4 separate regions of the Mus musculus genome follow, and all the other regions are linked to region 1. The links are chromatin contacts, called in public Hi-C, HiChIP or PLAC-seq and promoter capture Hi-C maps. All regions are on one chromosome and are shown on one strand. Each heading gives the region's core, a stretch centred on a gene start, on an enhancer-like site or on the middle of the called end of the contact. The rest is flanking DNA. Distances are from core to core; before and after follow the strand shown.

The links. Promoter capture Hi-C pulls out the DNA fragments that hold promoters and counts their contacts. Hi-C and Micro-C count contacts between places; a contact is called where the count stands out from the background. HiChIP or PLAC-seq counts read pairs in DNA pulled down with a chosen protein or histone mark.
Region 2: a contact with region 1 is called in a promoter capture Hi-C map of the C10 cell line. The contact joins the promoter of Cd300lb here to the promoter of Atp5h in region 1. A contact is called at or near these places in 1 of 39 promoter capture datasets (the C10 cell line) and 1 of 115 datasets of contacts at active chromatin or transcription factors (pancreatic cancer cells).
Region 3: an H3K4me3 HiChIP or PLAC-seq map of bone marrow-derived macrophages shows a contact between it and region 1, with 2.4 times the contacts expected there. The contact joins the promoter of Myo15b here to the promoter of Atp5h in region 1. A contact is called at or near these places in 4 of 39 promoter capture datasets (the HPC-7 cell line, cranial neural crest, liver and 1 more), 1 of 484 Hi-C or Micro-C datasets (embryonic stem cells) and 5 of 115 datasets of contacts at active chromatin or transcription factors (bone marrow-derived macrophages, large pre-B cells, memory CD8 T cells and 2 more).
Region 4: a Hi-C map of erythroblasts shows a contact between it and region 1, with 2.2 times the contacts expected there. The contact joins the promoter of Caskin2 here to the promoter of Atp5h in region 1. A contact is called at or near these places in 1 of 15 datasets of contacts at CTCF or cohesin (embryonic stem cells), 10 of 484 Hi-C or Micro-C datasets (B cells, CD4 T cells, CD8 T cells and 5 more), 8 of 115 datasets of contacts at active chromatin or transcription factors (T-cell acute lymphoblastic leukemia, bone marrow-derived macrophages, double positive thymocytes and 5 more) and 2 of 9 other capture datasets (liver and pancreatic islet).

What each region holds. Positions count from the first base shown.
Region 1 is chr11:115,417,968-115,422,443 of GRCm38.p6, reverse strand. It overlaps Atp5h (ATP synthase, H+ transporting, mitochondrial F0 complex, subunit D), which reads left to right and starts at 2,525. Exons shown (of 6, transcript NM_027862.1): 1 at 2,525-2,552; 2 at 3,928-4,058. The coding sequence starts at 3,937. Kctd2 (potassium channel tetramerisation domain containing 2) reads right to left here and starts at 2,318. Exons shown (of 6, transcript NM_183285.3): 1 at 1,938-2,318; 2 at 353-461. The coding sequence starts at 2,276.
Region 2 is chr11:114,931,868-114,936,343 of GRCm38.p6, reverse strand. Cd300lb (CD300 molecule like family member B) reads left to right here and starts at 1,973. Exons shown (of 4, transcript NM_199221.3): 1 at 1,973-2,135. The coding sequence starts at 2,096. It also overlaps the pseudogene Gm11699.
Region 3 is chr11:115,855,357-115,859,832 of GRCm38.p6, reverse strand. It overlaps Myo15b (myosin XVB), which reads right to left and starts at 1,908. Exons shown (of 64, transcript NM_001384233.1): 1 at 1-1,908. The coding sequence starts at 1,427. Llgl2 (LLGL2 scribble cell polarity complex component) reads right to left here. Exons shown (of 26, transcript NM_145438.2): 26 at 4,053-4,367. The coding sequence ends at 4,360.
Region 4 is chr11:115,811,233-115,815,708 of GRCm38.p6, reverse strand. It overlaps Caskin2 (CASK-interacting protein 2), which reads left to right and starts at 2,117. Exons shown (of 20, transcript NM_080643.2): 1 at 2,117-2,195; 2 at 3,327-3,822. The coding sequence starts at 3,729. Tsen54 (tRNA splicing endonuclease subunit 54) reads right to left here and starts at 970. Exons shown (of 11, transcript NM_029557.1): 1 at 890-970; 2 at 630-794; 3 at 471-534; 4 at 299-382; 5 at 1-11. The coding sequence starts at 945.

The DNA.
Region 1 (4,476 bases), core at 1,276-3,775:
TATTAACATTATTTTCACAAGTCCAAAGGAAAATGGAAAAATGAAAACACCTGGCTGACGAAGACGTGGCGCTTCAGGCACTCACCGCAAATATGACACATGTGATGGGGACACAGGTTTACAAGCCTAAAGCAGATTCTGCGAGCGGAGCAAGCCGGCTCCACACTACAGCTGACCCAGCTCCGCACAGCCTCCTTCCAGGCGTTTGCACAAGCCCGGGAGCTGGAGGCTACCCGCTTACTTTCACTAACTCTCCCACCTGCGCAAGCTCAGGGGCGATCCCAAACCAAACCGGAAGTCCTCGAAGCAGCTCTAATCAACCACAAGTCTGAAACCAGACAGGTGGCCTTACCTTCTTCTGCCAACTCCTTGGTAATGATGAGTTTCCCATGGCGGAGGTAGTTTAGGATAGGACCAAAGTAGGTAGGGTCTCTGTCAATCAGATACGCTCCAGTCTCGTCCTGTCAACCGAGCACAGCCAAGCAACATTTTCTAAATAGCATTTCCCTAATCCGCCGGGGCACTCAGGCAACAGTCACTATGTCAGCTAAAAACCATTTATTTATTTATTTATTTATTTATTTATTTATTTACTGAGCCGGTTTTGCTACAGTTTGCTTATTTTAAACTATTGACCAGAGGCTGGCTTTAAGATCATTTCAGGTCAGATGTCTTAGACGCACAGTCACTCCCACTGCCCAGGCCTTTATTTACTGGGTAGACCCACATTCTGTTAACATTCTTCTGTAGGGTACCAGCTACAGGGAGGGGATGAAGGAAATCTCATAGCTGTGTTAAGCGTTCTGACTCCTTCACTGCCCCTGGACTACAGTCCTAATTCTGAGAAAACTTCCATTCTATTGGCAGTTCTCCTGAGCCCAAGGCCAACATCAGTGGGAGTCTGCACTGGCAGCTGCAATCTCACACACCCTATCTCTGTGCCCAGAGGAAGCTTGGTACTGCCAGGACTTGGCTCAGAGCAACTTTAATCCTACTCATCTTTACAGTAAAAGAAACAAGAAACTGGCTTGTGTTGGCCATAAGGAAGATTTAGGGTATATAAAAATAATTCCCTATAAACAGGAGTTCTGGAATCTCTTAAGGTTCCCATCAATTTGGTATCAGAGAACAGATGAAACTGATTAAGGGTTTATGCAAGTCTACTAACCATGGGAGTGCTTTATGGTATGGATGCGTTTGAGAGTCAAAGGTCAACCTGCAAAAGTTACAGTTCAAACTGGAAATGAATGACGTCTTGCCACTGCTCAACCCTGTGTTTGACGCTACACATTCTCTGGGTCCTAACCTATCAGCCCATCTTTCCAAGGAGTGCATTTACTTTCAAAAATGTACCGAAACGGTGACTGTTACGGCACAAAAGGTCTGGGACCAGGATTTTATCACCACCACAGGATGTATCACAAGCACTTCCTGCAGCCTTCAGTAGTGGACGCTATCATTAAACCCCGAGTTTAATACCACTTTACACAGGGATGGAACAGGACCTGAGTCCTCCGAAAGTGACCAAGATGTGGTCATTCACCCTGACCCAGTTCTGAATGCATTTGGCACCAGCAGCAGGGGGCCGCCCGGGAGCCAAAGAAAAACTCATGCAGATCTGAGAAGGGGTGGTCCCCAGGAGGGGCAGGGAATGTGACAGGAGCACGAAGGGGGCTCCCGTGGGTGCAGGTAGACAACTCCACGCAGGAGCAGCTGAGAAAAGAGCGGGGTGCGAAGGGAAACCGGAGTGTGCCTGAAGATGGGGCAGAACTGGGACGGGAGATCATTCTGAGGTGGCCAGTGCTAACTCGGGGGGAAGAGAGTGGACTCAAGTCCGGGTTTGCAGGACCCGCTGGAGGGAAACGCGTCCCAGAGATCGGAGCACCAGCCTGGAATGGGTCCCAACACCCGGGGGCGCGCCCGAGGGCGGGGCGCACCTTGTCGGAGTCCAGCTCCGGGTCCTCCTGGCAGCACAGGCGGCAGAGGAAGGACTTGGGCTCCCGGCCTAGGGTCTGTCTGGTGGTCACGAAGTAGGTACCGCCCACGTTGAGCCGGACCCAGCGGGCGGCCCCGCCGCCTCCCGTCCGCTCCGGAGGTCCGGGCCCGGGCTCCAGCGGCTGCGCGGCGGCGGCGGGCTGGCGGCCGTGTCCGCGGGGTGTCGGGCCCGCAGGGCGAGGGCTGGGGGGTCCGCGGCCCGAGCCGCCGCCGTCGCCCATCGCACTGCTGCCACCCCCTCCCAGCCCCGCCACTGCCGGGTCCAGCTGCAGCTCCGCCATCTTGGGCCGCCGCTGCCCGCGCGCCGCCGGGCCGGCCGACTCCTCGGCGGGGAGAGCCGGGCCGGCCCATCGGCGGGCGTGGGGCAGGGGGAAAAGGGACCCCGACGGCGCAGGCGCCGCGCCCGCCTTCCAGGACGGGACTCCATGCTCATTGGCTGAAGTGTGACATGAGACCCGCCTATTGCTCGTTCGGATTGGCCAAGGAGAGAACTTCCGGCAACTCTCTTCCGTTCCTTGCTTGCTGGAGAGAGAGCACTCCGCCGGGGGTCGGTGAAGGTGAGTGGGGTCTGAGGTGTTGGGTCGAATCTCCACGGACTCTTTTGTATTGTATTCCAGACCTCGCTTCCACACTTGTTCCAGCTCCACGGAGGACATCGGGCCTTCGAGCTGCCCCGCTAGCAGAGCGCCCGAGGTCACTGCTTTGCCCTGCTCGCTTTCCCGCGGGGCGAGCCTGGGGCCTGGCAGTGACTTAGCCAATCACCGTGAATTTAGATGTTGCCACAGACTTTTGTCTCACACTGTGTGGCGATCTCAGGAGTGGAGTTTAGGGGTCGGGAAAGCATCACAGAGTTAGGGTGGTAACTTTCAGAGAGGACAAGACACCTAGCAGACTTCAACTCTACGTCCTTCCCTTCGAATGGAGGATTCCTATTCCTCATGAGGTTTACCGATTGATCTAATTAACTATTGGTCATTCTCTATGCTTATGACCTGTGTATGAGAGCAGGCTGGCCAATTTGTCTGAGAAACAACCAGCGCTAGAGATGAATCAGATAACAAAAAGTCTGTAACTCCTGCTTTCTCCAGTGCACTTCGTTCTCTGGCATCCTTAGTTCACTTGACAACTGTCTTAGTCTCTGTCTCTGTCTCTTAGAGACGTAAGCTGTACTGAGGAAGGAAGGAAGGAAGGAAGGAAGGAAGGAAGGAAGGAAGGAAGGAGAGAGACCGGCATTTGACAACTTTGATCGATAGGAAGGTATCCCCCACTCAGAGCTTGTGTAGATGGTTTCCACTTTTCGGTTGGCTCTCTTCATAGTTATTTTCTGTATCTCGTCTTGTTTTGGTCTCAAGACCGCTTCAGTCACTTTCTTTTCACAGTATCATTTGTGTAAAAATGCCTCTGAAAGTGCACAGTATGTGTGCTGTGGACAGGATGACCTGGGCAGGACAGTTCGAGTGAATGGCCGGGGTTGTGGTGGAGAGTCAGTGGCCAAAACACAGTAGCTTAGTTAGCCTTTGGGCAGCTTATGACTTCCTTTAGAAGTGTCTGCAAAGAATAGAAATGAGTTGGGATAGAGGAAGGGCAGCCTGGTAGGAGAGAACATGTTTATATTCTGGGTTGTAGAGCTTTATTTTGATGTATTGAGACAAGCTCCCACATCTCTCATGTGACCTTGAACTTTGATTCTCTGCCTCTACCTCAGTGTTTCTGGTGCTGGAGAGGGAACCCAGGACTCTGTCCATGCCAGGCAAGCATTCTAGCAACTAGCTACATCCCTAGCCCTCTTTCCTGGTTTAAATCCGAATTCTTTCATCTGTTGCATATATATACCCATCAAATGCTTGAGCTGATCCGTCTCTTAACGACTTGTATTTCTCTGGAATGGTCTCCTTCAGGGGTTCTCTCCAAAGGCGCTGTTTTGTTTTCTAGTATCCCAAGATGGCTGGGCGTAAACTTGCTCTAAAAACCATTGATTGGGTATCTTTTGTGGAGGTCATGCCCCAAAACCAGAAGGCAATTGGAAATGCCCTGAAGTCCTGGAATGAGACCTTCCACGCCAGGTCAGTATGCTGTAAGAGGGAGCCCCCATCCTTGATGCTGAACCTGGAAGCAATGTTTTGACATTTATCACATCCACTTAGTATTTAGTAAGTATATGAGTTCGAATCTGCTGCTGTGTGTGCCATATCAAAAGGAAAACTTGTGGGGTTGGCTCTCTGCCTTCAACTATGTGATGAGTCTTGGGTATTGAATACAGGTCCTCAGGTTTAGCAACAAGCCCCTTTACCCACTTAGCCATCTTGCCAGCCCTAGCTAGGCATTTCTAATAGTTCGACAAGAGGAAAGAAACAATGTGTTCTGCAAATGAAAGCATTTTTGTGGTGGCCCTTCAGATAAAAGTGTGCTTGACACTCCAGTGTGTCAGGGATAGGAGGTTGCTGTGTAACTAGTGTCTTTTGCTCATTCCAGTCCGGGAAT
Region 2 (4,476 bases), core at 724-3,223, 490 kb after region 1:
CTGCTGGGAGGTGGTTGCTCATGGAGTCCAGAATTGATCTCATCAGATGAAGAGAAAGATGAGGGGAAGAATCTCAGTCCCCCATTTCCAGGTGGGGCTGGAGCTCAACTTCTCTGCACCAGATGATGTTATTCTCCACCGGTGAAATGAGCCAAATCAAAGAATAAAGGCAGGTTTGTTGGGTGCAGCTCTCAGGCAGGTTCACTGGTCCCAAGAAAGTCACCATGAGAAGGGAGACAGAGGGACGGGGAGGGGCCATAGAAAGAGAGAAAGAGCATGTGCAGGTAGGGAGAGGAAATGCAGAGAGAGGGAGAGGAGGGAGACCAAAATGTCTGGATTGTATAGGGAAGAGCTCCTGGGGAGGGGAAGCCCAGCCCCTGGGATGAAAAGCTCACAGAGAAGGTGGGGTATGCTGGCCATGCCCTATAACAGGCAGAGACTGAGGGGTGCTAGGAGAACTTGGGGGCCAGGTCCACTCTGGTATATTAACTATGCACCTCAGCTGCTTGTCCCAGGTCTGAAACCCAACAGAATCCATGGGTCTGCCACTGCTGAGGGCCAGGTCTAGATCCATGATCCTGCTGTAGCTGGGGGTTGTGTTGATGTCTGTGGCCCATGGTCTGTGCTGTTACCTGAGGCCATGTTGATGTTGGAGGGCCATGCTGACACCTGCAGCCACGTTGATGCCCTTGGCCTGTGCTGCTGGCAGGGCTATGATGGTGTCCATACCCTATGCTGTGGCAGAGGGTCATGTTGATGTCTGGGGTCTGTACTGCCACTGGAGACTGTGTGGATGTCTGTGGTCCATGCCATTGCCAGAAGCCATGTGGAAGTCCATGATCCCTGCTTCCATTGACTGTGAAGGGCAAGAAAGCTACTCTTTCAGTGGTATCAATGGCTGAAGACTCATTGAGAAAGTGTGACATAGAAAGAGTCTGTGACAAATCCTACCTCTACCACACCCCTCAAAAAAGTAACAGTTTAGACAGAATGGCATTGAAAAGAAGTCTTAAAAACTGTGATGAGGATGTGGAACTGTAGTTCTCACAATTGATGGCCTCAGCTGGGGTACAAACAGAGAAGGACTCAATTTTCTTTAAGGGGCTGGCCACTGGGAGTGTGACCATGTTCCAATGAGTGTAAGTTGTTTTCTTACTTTCTTTCTCTCTGTCTGTCTCCTCCTCCTCCTCCTCCTCCTCCTCCTCCTCCTTTCTCTTCTGCCTCCTCTTCTTATTCTTTCTTCTCCTCCTCCTCTTTATCCCCCTCCTCTTCCTTCATTTTGCAGGAAAGGTCACAAGAGTGAGGGGCAGACCTGAGAAGACTGGGAATTAAGCTTGATCAGGGTTTATGATGTGAAATTCCCAAATCATCAATAAAAATATTTTGGAAAAACGAACAAAACTGCCATATCAAGACAATTTATAGACGAGATGATTGATTTGGGCTTCTGTTTCTGAGGGATTAGAGTCGATCATGGTAGGGAATCCTGACAGCAGGCAGCAGACACAAAACAGGTGAGAGCGCAAGTAGGGTGCAGAGAGAGGCTACTGGGAATGCCAGGAGGCTTTGAAACCTCAAAGTGACATACTTCCTCCAGCAGGGCCATATCTCCTAAAGCTACCCAAGGAACATCATCTACTGGGGATTAAATATCCAATGCCAGGTGTGCTGAGCACAGCCCACTAACACGAGCTGAGACTCTCAGCTGCTGGGCCCATCATTATAGCATAGAACCTTTCTGGATCCAATATCCAGAGTGCTCTACCCCTTAACCCAAGACCAGATTGTCCAGACTTCCCCACCACTGGTCTACAGGCTTCCCTCCTTTGCCTCTGCTTGCCCTGCACAGTTCCCTGGCCTCCTCGTTTCTACTGAGTGACCCAGCTCTGGCATTAACTGATGTCTCTTGTGCTGAGTAACTGACGGCAGGAAACACCCACGCTATAAAAGGAAGCTTATGAGTAAGACACTCAGAGGCAACCTGGACAAACAGAACGAGTCAGCTGAGATCTCCAGGGCTTTGGGTATCCCGCTGAGATTTGGATTTGCTGCTGGCTGTTCATCAAGGAGTGCAGCAAAGTGGGAAGGCAGGACCATGTGGCTGTCCCCAGCTTTGCTTCTTCTCAGTTTTCCAGGTATGTTCAGCTACGGCCTGGGGGGCTTGGGACTGCAGGTGTAGAGTGGCAATAGAGGGCTCTGTCCCAGGTTTAAGGAGAGCTGCCACCTTCAGGGAAATGTGGGGTAGCTCTGTAGCTTCATTCAGCAAAAGGACGCTGGGCTCTACACTGTGCCAGGCATGGGTCAGGACCTGGGGACGTGAAGGGAAAGGAGAAATGGAGGTGACCATTAAAGGAGATTCCAGATGCTCTTGTAGGTGAGACATGCAGGAAGAAGCACAAGAAAAAAGAGCTCAGGGGAAAGAGCTGGTACCACGGAGGGAGCTACAGAAAGCTCTCCTGAGCCAGCTCCTTCCATACCTCAGAAGGAAGCAGATCTTTACAGCCCTTGCAGCAAGCAGAACATGCACTCCGGGGAGAGGGCATGGCTTGGGGGAAGGACTTACAGGCTTAGAGCAGCTGCCACACCCATGCAAAGGGAGCACTCAGTGGACAGGTCACTGAGGGGACACTGGCTAAATGTGAGTTTGCAACTGCATAAAGGTAAAACGAGGGACAATAGCGGGTGCCTGTACCACTGGGCTTGTGTCTGAGATCCAGGCCCCCCAACTAGCTGCCTGCACTCTAAACCTCAACACCGGGCTTTCCTAGACGCCAAGCAGGCCAAGAGTGAGCTCTGCCATGGCTTGCACACAAGTAGAGCAATGCTCACTAGTATACTCAAAGGCTGCACATCTACACACAGTCCGTACATCTACACACTCTGTCCGTACCTCCAGGATCACCCGCTCACATTCACACTCTTTGATTGGTTGGTTGGTTGGTTGGTTAGTTTTGGGGAGTTTTGTTTGCTTGTTTGTTGTTTTGTGGGATTTGGTGGGGATGGGTTTTTTGGTTTGGGGGGTGTTTTTTGTTTTTGTTTTTTAGTTTTTTAGCAATGGAAACAAAAACACACCTAAAAGTGAAGCTTTTGGAAAAAAAAATTGTTCTTCCCTGTCTTTTATTGGTCCTCAAATTTGACCTTGGCCTCCCCAGGCCTTGTGTTTCAGAGCTGAGCCTCTGAAGGCACCCTTGTTGACAACAGTTTCATTCAAGAGGATATCCACAGAGTCCCTCGTGGGTATGGGCTGTAGCTGTAAATTTTCACAAAGGACTTGATCTTGGATCTCTTGGCGATCTTCTTCTTGCCCATGGCAGCTGTCACTTTTAGTGATCAATTCTAGTCACCAGGGCATGTCTATAAGGACCGTCTGGTGTGCGTCCATCATCAATGTTCCTCATGATGACAGCTTTGCGTCCTGAGTAACATCTAGCCAGGACTGGCACCACTTTCCCTGGTTTTGTGAACTTGCCCATTTCGACAGCAAGCAGCCAGCGCCCAGCAAAAAGGAGTATTCACACTCTTAAGAAGCCATAAGCTGAGACCATTCACAAAAAGGATTTTATTCTTTTGGTTTATTATATATGTATGGGTGTTCTACCTGTGTGTATGTAAGTGTACATACCATGTGTGTGCTTGGTACCTACAGAATCTAGAAAGAGGTTATTGGATCCCCTGAAACTGGAGTTATGGATGGTTGCAAATTACCATGTTAGAGCTGGGAATTGAACCTGGATGCTCTACTAGAACAGCCAGTACATTTTGTTTTGTTTTGTTTTGTTTGTTTTTTGGGGGTTGTTGTTGTTGTTTTGTTTTGCTTTTGGTTTTTTTCTGAGACAGGGTTTCTCTGTGTAGCCCTGGCTGTCCTGGAACTCACTCTGTAGACCAGGCTGGCCTCAAACTCAGAAATCCGCCTGCCTCTGCCTCCCAAGTGCTGGGATTAAAGGCGTGGGCCACCACCGCCCAGCGAGCAGCCAGTACTCTTAACCTATCTCTCTAGCCACCCACCCTCCTTTTTTGAGATAAGGTCTTACTGTATAGCCCTGACTAGCCTGGAGCTCACTATGTAGACCAGCCTGGCTTCAAACTCCTAAAGATCCTCCTGCTTCTGCCTTCCTAATTCTGGAATTAGAGGCATATGCCACTATACTCACTTCATTAGGTAAATTTTAAAAATAATCTAATAAAGTGCTTTGGACATCTTTCCTGTCATTGTTTAGACATTGCTCTTTACTTTTTATGCTATTGCTCTATTAGAACTTCCCAGTCTAATTCCCTATTAATGGTCTTTGAGTTTTCCAGGTGTTTACTGTTACATCCATACTAAGGCTAATTCCCCATGTTCCACTGTCTGTATTAATCCTAAGACTGGAATAAGTGTGTGTGTGCACGAGCACAAAACATAGATTCTTTACAGAATAACCAACAACTTTAGTGGTGCCCACCATGAACTAGAAACTGAGCAAGACTCTGGGGCTG
Region 3 (4,476 bases), core at 659-3,158, 440 kb before region 1:
CCGCCAGGGAGAGCTCGCGGCGTTCCCCGGAGCCCCACCAGGCGACAGGCCAGGCGCAAGGCCAACCAGCGCCGTGGCCCGGGCACCCTGCCCCGCGCCTCGAGCGCCCTCTCGCGGCCGCGCTCCTTACACTCCCGCGGGCTCGCGGCCCGCGCCTCTGTCCGACGTCGCTCTACCCGCAGTCGCAGCCAACGCAGGAAGCCCAGGGCCCGCGCCACGCGCTGCAGCCGCGCCTTGAGACCCACGCGGATGCCACCAGCGAACTGGGGAGACGCGCCGGCTGGGGGCCTCGGACGCAGCCTGCGCAGCACTACGAGCGCAGCCAGTGGCGTCCGGTCCCGGGGCCCTGGGTCCCCTGCACGCGATCGCTCTCTGGCTCCCGCGTCGCTCTCTCCCGCAACCACAAGCGCCTTTCTCGTCACCTCTCCGACCTGGAGGAGCTGAGCCCCGGGAGCCCCCGCTGTCTCAGGCTCGGTGCCCAGCAGCTCAGCCTTTGGCTGTGCCCCGACATCACTGGTGTCTACAATCGCGCTAGAGTCCTGGGGACTCTGAGAGCCTCTGGGGACGCTGGAGGCTGCAGCTTCCCTCCCCAGCTCTATCTCCTGGGACTCAGGGATGCCACTTGAGGTTCCTGGGATCTTCTGTGGGAGATGTCTGTGCCCAGCCCACCCGGGGCTCGAGTCTGTATCTGTCCGGGAATCGTCACTCGCTCTTTGAGGCCCCGTCCCCGACGACCCTTCCTTGCTCTGGAGCTCCAAGGCGTGTCCTTCGCTGCCTGGATGGTTGCTGCCAGGGCATTTGCCCTGTACCTGAGTTGAGCTGGGTCCTCTGATTGGAGCGCCTTCTGACCTGGGATCCGAAGGTTCCATTTTGGGTGGCCGCTCCGGGGCTCCACCGCCCTGGCTGCTGCTGTCCTGGGCCTCGCGGGCTTCACTGTCCAGACACGAGCTGCCACCATCCCCGCCCGACGTGTCCCCATCCCTGCCAGGAGTCTCTCCGTGACCTCGCCGAGTCAAAGGTCCCCGATCCTTTCCTCTCCTGCGGCGGCCGCGTTTGCCTGTCCTCACTTCTTCCCTGGGGATTCCCTGTTCCTCCGTGTGCTCCCCACAACTGTCCCCGGAGTCACGGCTCTCCGTGGGTCCGTGTCTCAGACGCTGCGAGCTGCTCTGCCTCTCCTGGGTCTCCTGTGATGTTCTGCAGCGGTGGTTCCCCTCTCCGGTGTGCTTCCTCTGGCCTCCAGCGGTCCCCTTGCCTCCAGTGGCCTCGTGCTCCGTAGCGGGCTTGTTCTTGCGGGCTTTGCTGCGGGCAGGCCTGCGGTCCGGGCTTGGGGCGCAGTCGGCGCTGGCGGACCCAGACTCCAGCTCGGCTGAGGCTGGTCTTCCAGGTCGAGGCCGGCGGTGGGGCGCTTTGCCCTTACTTCTGCCCATGACTGACTTCCCGATGTCCTGATCCTTTTGCCTTCTGATCTGATCTGACTGCCCATGGGTGCCCTGAGGCCTCGGTTGCTATAGATGCTTTCTGCTCCTGCAGGGTTATGGGCTCAATCTGTCCCCCTCCTGGAGTCTCCCCTCCTGGGCAGCATCATCAATAATGCAGGAGGCAGCGGGTCCTGACCCGGTTGGTCAACAATGGAGTGGAAGCGGAGGAAAGAGGAGACGCTGCCGCTGTGGACAAAGGCCATGGACAGGGCGACGACGCCATGACTCCTTGCCAGGCAGGTCAGCCTGGCACTAGGCCAGACTGAGGAGCCAGGCTCTACTTCAGCCTCACTACCGGCCTGCCAAGAGGGGCGGAATGAAGTTGTTTTACATGGGGGCTTCTCCAGGAGACAAGGGATTGTGGCTATGGGACTGGGCAGGGGACACTTGGGCGTTCTCTTCTTTTCCGTTGTGAAATATAACTTACTAAAAAGTGGATATGATACGAGTATATACCTTGAACTGTGCACACTTTTGGACTGAAACTAGACTCATGGGGGACAGGAATCAAATCCCAGACCTATAGAAGAGCAGCCAGTGTCCTCCAGCATTGCTCTGCTGGCTCTCCAGCCCCAAAGGAGTAGTACCGTTAGTTGTCAGGAGATCTTCCTGGATCTTTTCCCTACAAGGCTGAGGAGGGCCCTGTGGATTCCAGCCAAGTCCTCTGCTAACCGAGTTACATGCCTAGCCCTCCCCACTGCTTTTTCTTTTATCTTTAAAGATATATTTATTTATATGAGTACACTGTAGCTGTCTTCAGACACAACAGAAGAGGGCATTGGATTCCCTTCAGATGGTTGTGAGCCACCATGTGGTTGCTGGGAATTGAACTCAGGACCTCTGAAAGAGCAGCCAGTGCTCTTAACTGCTGAGCCATCTCTCCAGCCCCTCTCCCCCCACTGCTTTTTCAATTAGCAATAATCACGTCTTCGATAAACCTCATTGGCTACAATACTGCCACCCATCGAGAATACTGTGCAATGCTCTTTCATTCAAAAGGCTTGCCTACAAGGTATTTATTTATTTCATGTATGTGAGTACACTGTTGCTGTCTTTGGGCAGACCAGAAGAGGGCATCAGATCCCATTAGAGATGGTTGTGAGCCACCATGTGGTTGCTGGGAATTGAACTCAGGACCTCTGGAAGAGCAGTCAGTGCTCTTAACCACTGAGCCATCTCTCCAGCCCTTTTAATTAATTTCGGTACAGGGTTTTGTAGCCTTGGCTGTCCTGAAACTCTCTCTGTAGACCAAGCTACCCTTGAACTAAGAGATCTGCCTGCCTCTGCCTCCAAAGTGCTGGGATGAAAGGCCTCCCCACCCTGCCTGGCCCCGGGGTTTTGTAAAACACTTAGTTTCTCTCCTCTGTCTTTTCAGTTGTTCAGCATCATGACGAATTCATGCACTGTAGTCTAACTAGTTGCTATTGATAGATTTTTGTTTGTTTTGTTTTCAAGACAGGGTTTCACTGTACAGTTCTGGTTGTCTTGGAACTCACTGTGTAGACCAGTCTAGACCAGCTGGCTGCCTGCCTCTGCCTCCTAAGTGCTGGGATCTTGGTGGATTTTTAGTTGTATTTCTTTGTGTGTGTGTGCGCACCTGCTCGCACGCCTGCATGCACCTGCACACTGTGTACTCTCATACCACAGTCCTTGAGTGTGATCAGACAGCAGCCAGCTTACAGGAGTCAGTTCTTTCCTTCCAACCTGTGTGGCCTGGAGACTGAACCCAAGTGGTCAGGCTTGGTGGCAAGTGCCACTGAGCTAACTTGTAGGCCCTTTGGTGGATATTTATTTACCTTTATTTTAATTTTTATTTTTTGAGACAGGGTCTCTCTACATAGTACTGGCTGTCCTGGAACTCGCAATGTAGACCAGGCTAGCCTGAACTGCCTCCCAAGTGAGCCTGTGCTATCAAGCTCCTTCTGATGGTGTTTCTCTCTCTCTCTCTCTCTCTCTCTCTCTCTCTCTCTCTCTCTCTCTCTCTCTCTCTTTCACTGAAGTTTGTGGGCTGTGGTACTGGCACAGGCCTTTTACCCCAGCACTCAGAGGTAGAGGCAGGTGGATCTCTGAGTTCCCAGCAGGCTGGTCTGCAGAGCGAGTCCTAGGACAGCCAGAGCTAAACTGGGGGAGGGGGGTGTTCCTCAACCAAGTAGCCAGGTGTTCCTGCTACCAACTATGCCCTAATTGCTTGCACCCACCAGGTCATGTGCCTCTGTATTACTACAGAGGAGTTCTCATAAAGGCTTTTCAGGGGTGGCCTGTTGAGGGGAGGTTACCCCTCACTTGTGTTCTACTAGGAAATCCAATAAACCCACTCGTTCCCCCAGGGTGAACTCTGGCAGATAAGGTCTCAGTTTGTTCCTGGGACCTTAGGAGGAGGGACAGACAGACAGACGCTGCATAGTCACCCCTACTCCTGGAAAGTTAGCAACGCTTGGTGATTCAAATACTCTAAGAGGGAGTTCTCTGAACCTCTCTCTCTCTCTCTCTCTCCCTCTCTCTCTCTCTCTCTCTCTCTCTCTCTCTCGGCTGGAGATGGACCAGAAGCACAGAGAAGCACGGGTCCTCAGGTTGTTAAAGTGAAGACGAAACAAGGTGTTTATTAAAAACTCAGTTTTACTTGAGGTGGTTAAAATTTATAATTTAAAACCCAGCCCACTACAAAAGAGGGTGGAAATAAAAACTGTGCAACATTGGTAAAAGGGTCAGGACAGACAGACAGACAGGGCCCAGGAGGGGCGGCCCCGGTGGGAGCTCCCCTCTCCTGAGGCCAGGAGCAGCAACAGGAAGGTGGCCAGGGCACTGGCAGCCCCTGGCCCGGCTTGGGCTGGCAAGGCCCTCAGTAGTGTGTGATCATCCCACAGCCTGGGTGCTGTCCCAGTCATTCTGCTGTGGAAGGACACAGACAGTAGGTCAGGACAGTAGGTGGGCAGGGAAGGTGCCTCCGTCATCCACCCAGTGCCACTGAGGGTGATCTCCAGGGCTCACGTGGCCCTGG
Region 4 (4,476 bases), core at 868-3,367, 390 kb before region 1:
TGAATCGAACCCTGGAAGTGGACCAAGAGCTTAGCTGTGTACCCTTCCTGCAGTGCCCAAGCCAGTCACCTTCTTGGCTCTGACCCTTTCCCCACACACTCAAGCATCACTGCATGACCAGGACAAACAATGAGAGGATTAGAACTCCCGCTGTCCAGTGGTATCCTCTTCTGTTCTCAAAGTCCACACATAACTTCACTGAAAACATAATTCTGAATTCCTCCTGGTCCACCAAACCGTATCCTTCCCATTCCATTAGTCGGGACCCCTTTCCCCACGCCTCCAGGACCCCACTTACACACTCCAGCAGATACAAAGCCTCTTCGGGGTGAAGTCGCTGCCGTCCTTCCTCTGAGTAGCCCATGGTCTGCCAGAATTTCCCCTGTGCGGCAGCAGACCAAGTGTCACAAAGCAGCTAAGCGGACAGAGGAAGGGGGTCCCCCAGCCGCGGAGATGCCCGGGCCGCTCACCGCAGGAGACGTCAACTCCACAAAGCCCTCTTCTGGTTTCCACTCCGCGGCCACCAAGCTGCCCCTGGCGAGGAGTGGGGAAGGGGCGTCTCGGTCTGCACGGGCAGTCCCCGGCCTCCGCCCACCCGGCCTGACCCGGCCCGGCCCAGCCCCTCTCACAGGCGCTCCACGCGCTCCTCCGCCAGCAGCTGCCACAGCTCTTGGCGACACAGGCGCAGCCGCTCCGCCTGGGCCTCCGAGCCGTCCGGGAGGAAGTCCTTGGGGCCATGCGACCGCTGTGGTAGCTTCTGGGACCGCGAGCGCGCGGCGCGGAGCTCCGAGGCGCTGGGGAGAGCCGGGAACACGTGATCAGCACAGAGGCCACCCCGCTCGCTCCCGGGTCCCACGCACCCCACGCCATCCCCCGGGCCGGGTAGCACCTGAGCACACGCCCCGCGGGAACCTCCACCGACCCGGGTTCGGGTTCGGGCTCCATCGGGCCGCTGTCTGCGGCTGCGCGCGCACCGCGAAGCCCCGCCCACCCCGGCATTCCGCGCGGTCCTAGCGCCTTCGACCCGCTCGCTCCTCGGGATCATAAAGCCACCCTCGAGCCTCGCGCCTTCCTACCTGCCCCGTGTGTGTCCTAACACCTGTCGGCACACGTGTACCCCGGGCCGCGGGACCCAGCTCGATGTGCAGGTTTCCAGATGTGCAAAAACTCACCTATTCCGTTTCCAGCGCTTCTGGGGGCTCCTCCCTTCTTTAGTATAACTTTACCTGGCTACTGGATGTAGCATGGATAATCAAATATGTTACTCTCATCTCTGCAGCCCTGAATGTCTTTGTGTCCTACCACCAGCAGGAAAGAGATGCGTAGAGAGAGGAGAGCAGTGAGCCCCCAGACACCAGCTTTGCAAACTGGAGGCCATATGGGAATGTTAGGAGTGGACCAAAGACTTATGGAGTTCCTTCACGGTGGGCCAAAAAAAAAAAATCTCTTCTTAGGGGCTCTGAAGCAGGGTTCAAAGGCCAGGGGTGGAGGCGCTGTCCGGCTCACACTGGTGCTGAATCGCCACCCCAGACTCCGAAAGCACCTCCTCGAGGCTGGGGTCCCCGCCGTGACATCCTGAGTCGCACTGACGCTCACCACTAGGTGGCACCGTTGCTCCAGCCAGCAGCTATAGGTCTCTGAGTGTGGACGAAGGTCGCTGCGGGCAACCCGGGAAAGGATGGGGCAAAGAGGAAGTGATCCCCACCCCTAGTGGGGGGGGGGGGTCCTCAGGTTCAACTGCCAAAACATCCTATTTTCTCTCCTATACATTCACACTTCACCTTTTGATCTAGACCAGAACCCAGTTCTCTCGGGATCCCCGGACAGGACACAGCAGCACGAAACCTCATCCACCCCGCCTCTCACCCGCCACTTTGCACCCCTAAGCAGCTTCACCTGCGCGCATGCGCTGATCCAACCAGTGGCTCGGCTCTGGACTGGCTGGCGGGGGCGGGGCCTAGTGAAGATGGGGCGGGGACCAGGGTGTTGATTGACAATCCAACTGTGCGGCCAGGACGGTCCCCGGCTCCCGATCCGGCGGGAGGGAGGGGGGAGGGGCGGGATTTCCTGCGGGAGGCGCCGAGCCGGCCTTGGAAAGGAGGAGAAAGGGGTTGCGGGGGACAGTGAGAACCAGAGTCCAGAGTGCCTGAGACTGAGCACAGCCAGCCGGACCCCCGGCGGGGCGGCCGGGAGAGGTGAGACTGCCGGGTCCCGGGCCAGGGGTCAGGACCCTTGAGAGCAGACGCAAACTAACTTTTCTTGTCTGATCGGCGGGCTCCTCCATCTCTCTGCTCCTTCCGCCTTCCTCGAGCCCCCCTTTTCGTTCTCCTCTATCTATTCCTCGGACGCTTGACTCTCCGGGTCCCTCTTGCCGCTTTGTTCCCGGGGTCGGCCTTATCTGGGCTTGGCTGCGGGGAGCTGCGCCGCGCTAGAGGGGCATTCCAAGGGGAGGGGGAGCCAGCCGACCCCAGGCACTGCCAGGAGCACTCTCTCCCAGTGCGGGTCGCGGGCTTTGAGGGGGAGTGCCCTCCGGCTTGGGCTTGGAACTTCTGAGGAATGAGTGGTTCCCCACCTGGGCCCCCAGGCCTGCACGAGTCTCTTGCCACAAGATTCTGGCAACAAAATCACCGCCACTGAGGAACTGACTTAAGGGTTTGTGCGGGAAGTCGAGTTGGGGTTTCAGGTTCAGGCTTGGGAGGTAGTTGGCCAGCCTGTCCAAGCTCTCTGTCCTGGATCTCTACCCAGCTGCTCTCTCCCACCACAGACGCAGTGAGAAAGGATTAGCAACAGGTGCTGTAGATCTCTCCGATCCAACAGGTAGATCTCCCCCAGAAAGTGAGGGACATAAGCACCCAGTCCACCCTCTAGGGACCTGGTAGTGAGGAGTGTGCTGCAGACACCTTGGACAGGGAGTGACCCCTACCATCTGCCCGTGCCACTCTCCCAGGCCCTACCTCCCGGCCCCGCCTGTTGTCTGTGGGTGTCAGAGCCTGGGGCTGTGGAGAATGGGCTGCTGGCCCTGCCTACACCAGTGTCTCCTGCTGCCAGGGCCCCTCCTGCCCAAGGTTGAGGTGCTGCCCAGTGCCATGGGGCATAGGCAACCCAGCCTTTCCCTCCTTGAATGCTGCCCCTCTCTTCTTTGCGAGATATATTTCTCTCAAGTACAGAAACTTCCTCCCCTCCGTTAGTGGCTTAGACTCACTCCAAGGCTCCTTGGGCATCTAGGGTGATTTGGGACTCCCTAGAGGTTCTATCTTGCTCATCTTCTCTGTCCCGGTTCCTGGCTGTAACCCAGCTTTTCATTGGATGACGTGTATCTTTTCCAGACCCTCAGGACTTGTCCCTGGCTGCTGCCTCACGCCAGAGGGAATGCTGACTGCTCTCTGGGTGGGCACTGGTGCTTCTGCGCTAACCCAGGAAGATTGGCGGGCCCAGTCCCAGCCCATTCCAGGGCTGTCGGAAGCTGCAAGCTGATCTCAGGCCAGATTTCCACACAGCCTCCACCCCACCAGGGACCGGCTTTCCTGCCTGTGGTGGCAGCTCCCAGAGCACCTTGAGGGAACTATATCTCTGCCTGACAAGAAGCCCATTGCCTGAGACACCAGACTTGTTCCCCCAGGACCAGGAGTCCTCCAAAGCATTGAGGCATGGCGAACTGACACTTGACTGGGCCGGTCCCTTGCTTCTTCCTGGACCTTGAAGTCCCAGAGCCTGACCCGGTAATCAGAATGGGTCGTGAACAGGACCTTATCCTTGCCGTCAAGAATGGAGACGTGACCTGCGTGCAGAAACTGGTGGCTAAAGTGAAGGCTGCAAAAACAAGTGAGTCCTTGGTGGGGTGGCCATCCAGCTGAGGTCCTTCTCTGAGTACTGAGGGCCACAGAGAGAGGCCGGGGTGAGGGGGAGGTGGCAGGGGGCTCACTTTGATTTGCAGACTTGAGGAAGAAGGACCGTGCTGTTGTAGACAAGAAGTGCTTCTGTATCAGAGCCAGGGAGGAAAAAGGGTCCCTTCTTGCTCTGTGTCTCCGGGCAAGTCACTTAACAGCTCTGAACCACGGAGCCCTTGCCTACAAAGGGACCGCATTGAAACACATTCAGCTCCTGCTTTTGATTGTTTATTGTATGCCAGGCTCCGTCCTAAGCTCTGGACCAGAGCAGGGAGCGAAGCCAACCAACGTGCTAGCCCTTGAGGCTGCCTGTCAGGAGATGGCTTTGTGGATGCGTTTGTTCTTCTAGCCGTGGGTCCGGAAAGTGCGTGACCACCCCCAACCCCATCCACAGACGTGAAGCAGAGCTTCCCTGTAGTTATGTCTGCACTTCATGGGGATGTCTCTAAAACCTCTTTGGAAGCAGTGGTTGGGTTTCTGCTGCTGCTGGTGGTTGCTTTGGGGTTCTGTAAGGCTTAGAACCCCAGACCTCGAACTTGCTGGCGGCATCTAGGAACTCTCAACACTCCGACCGCTACTAAAGCTCCTT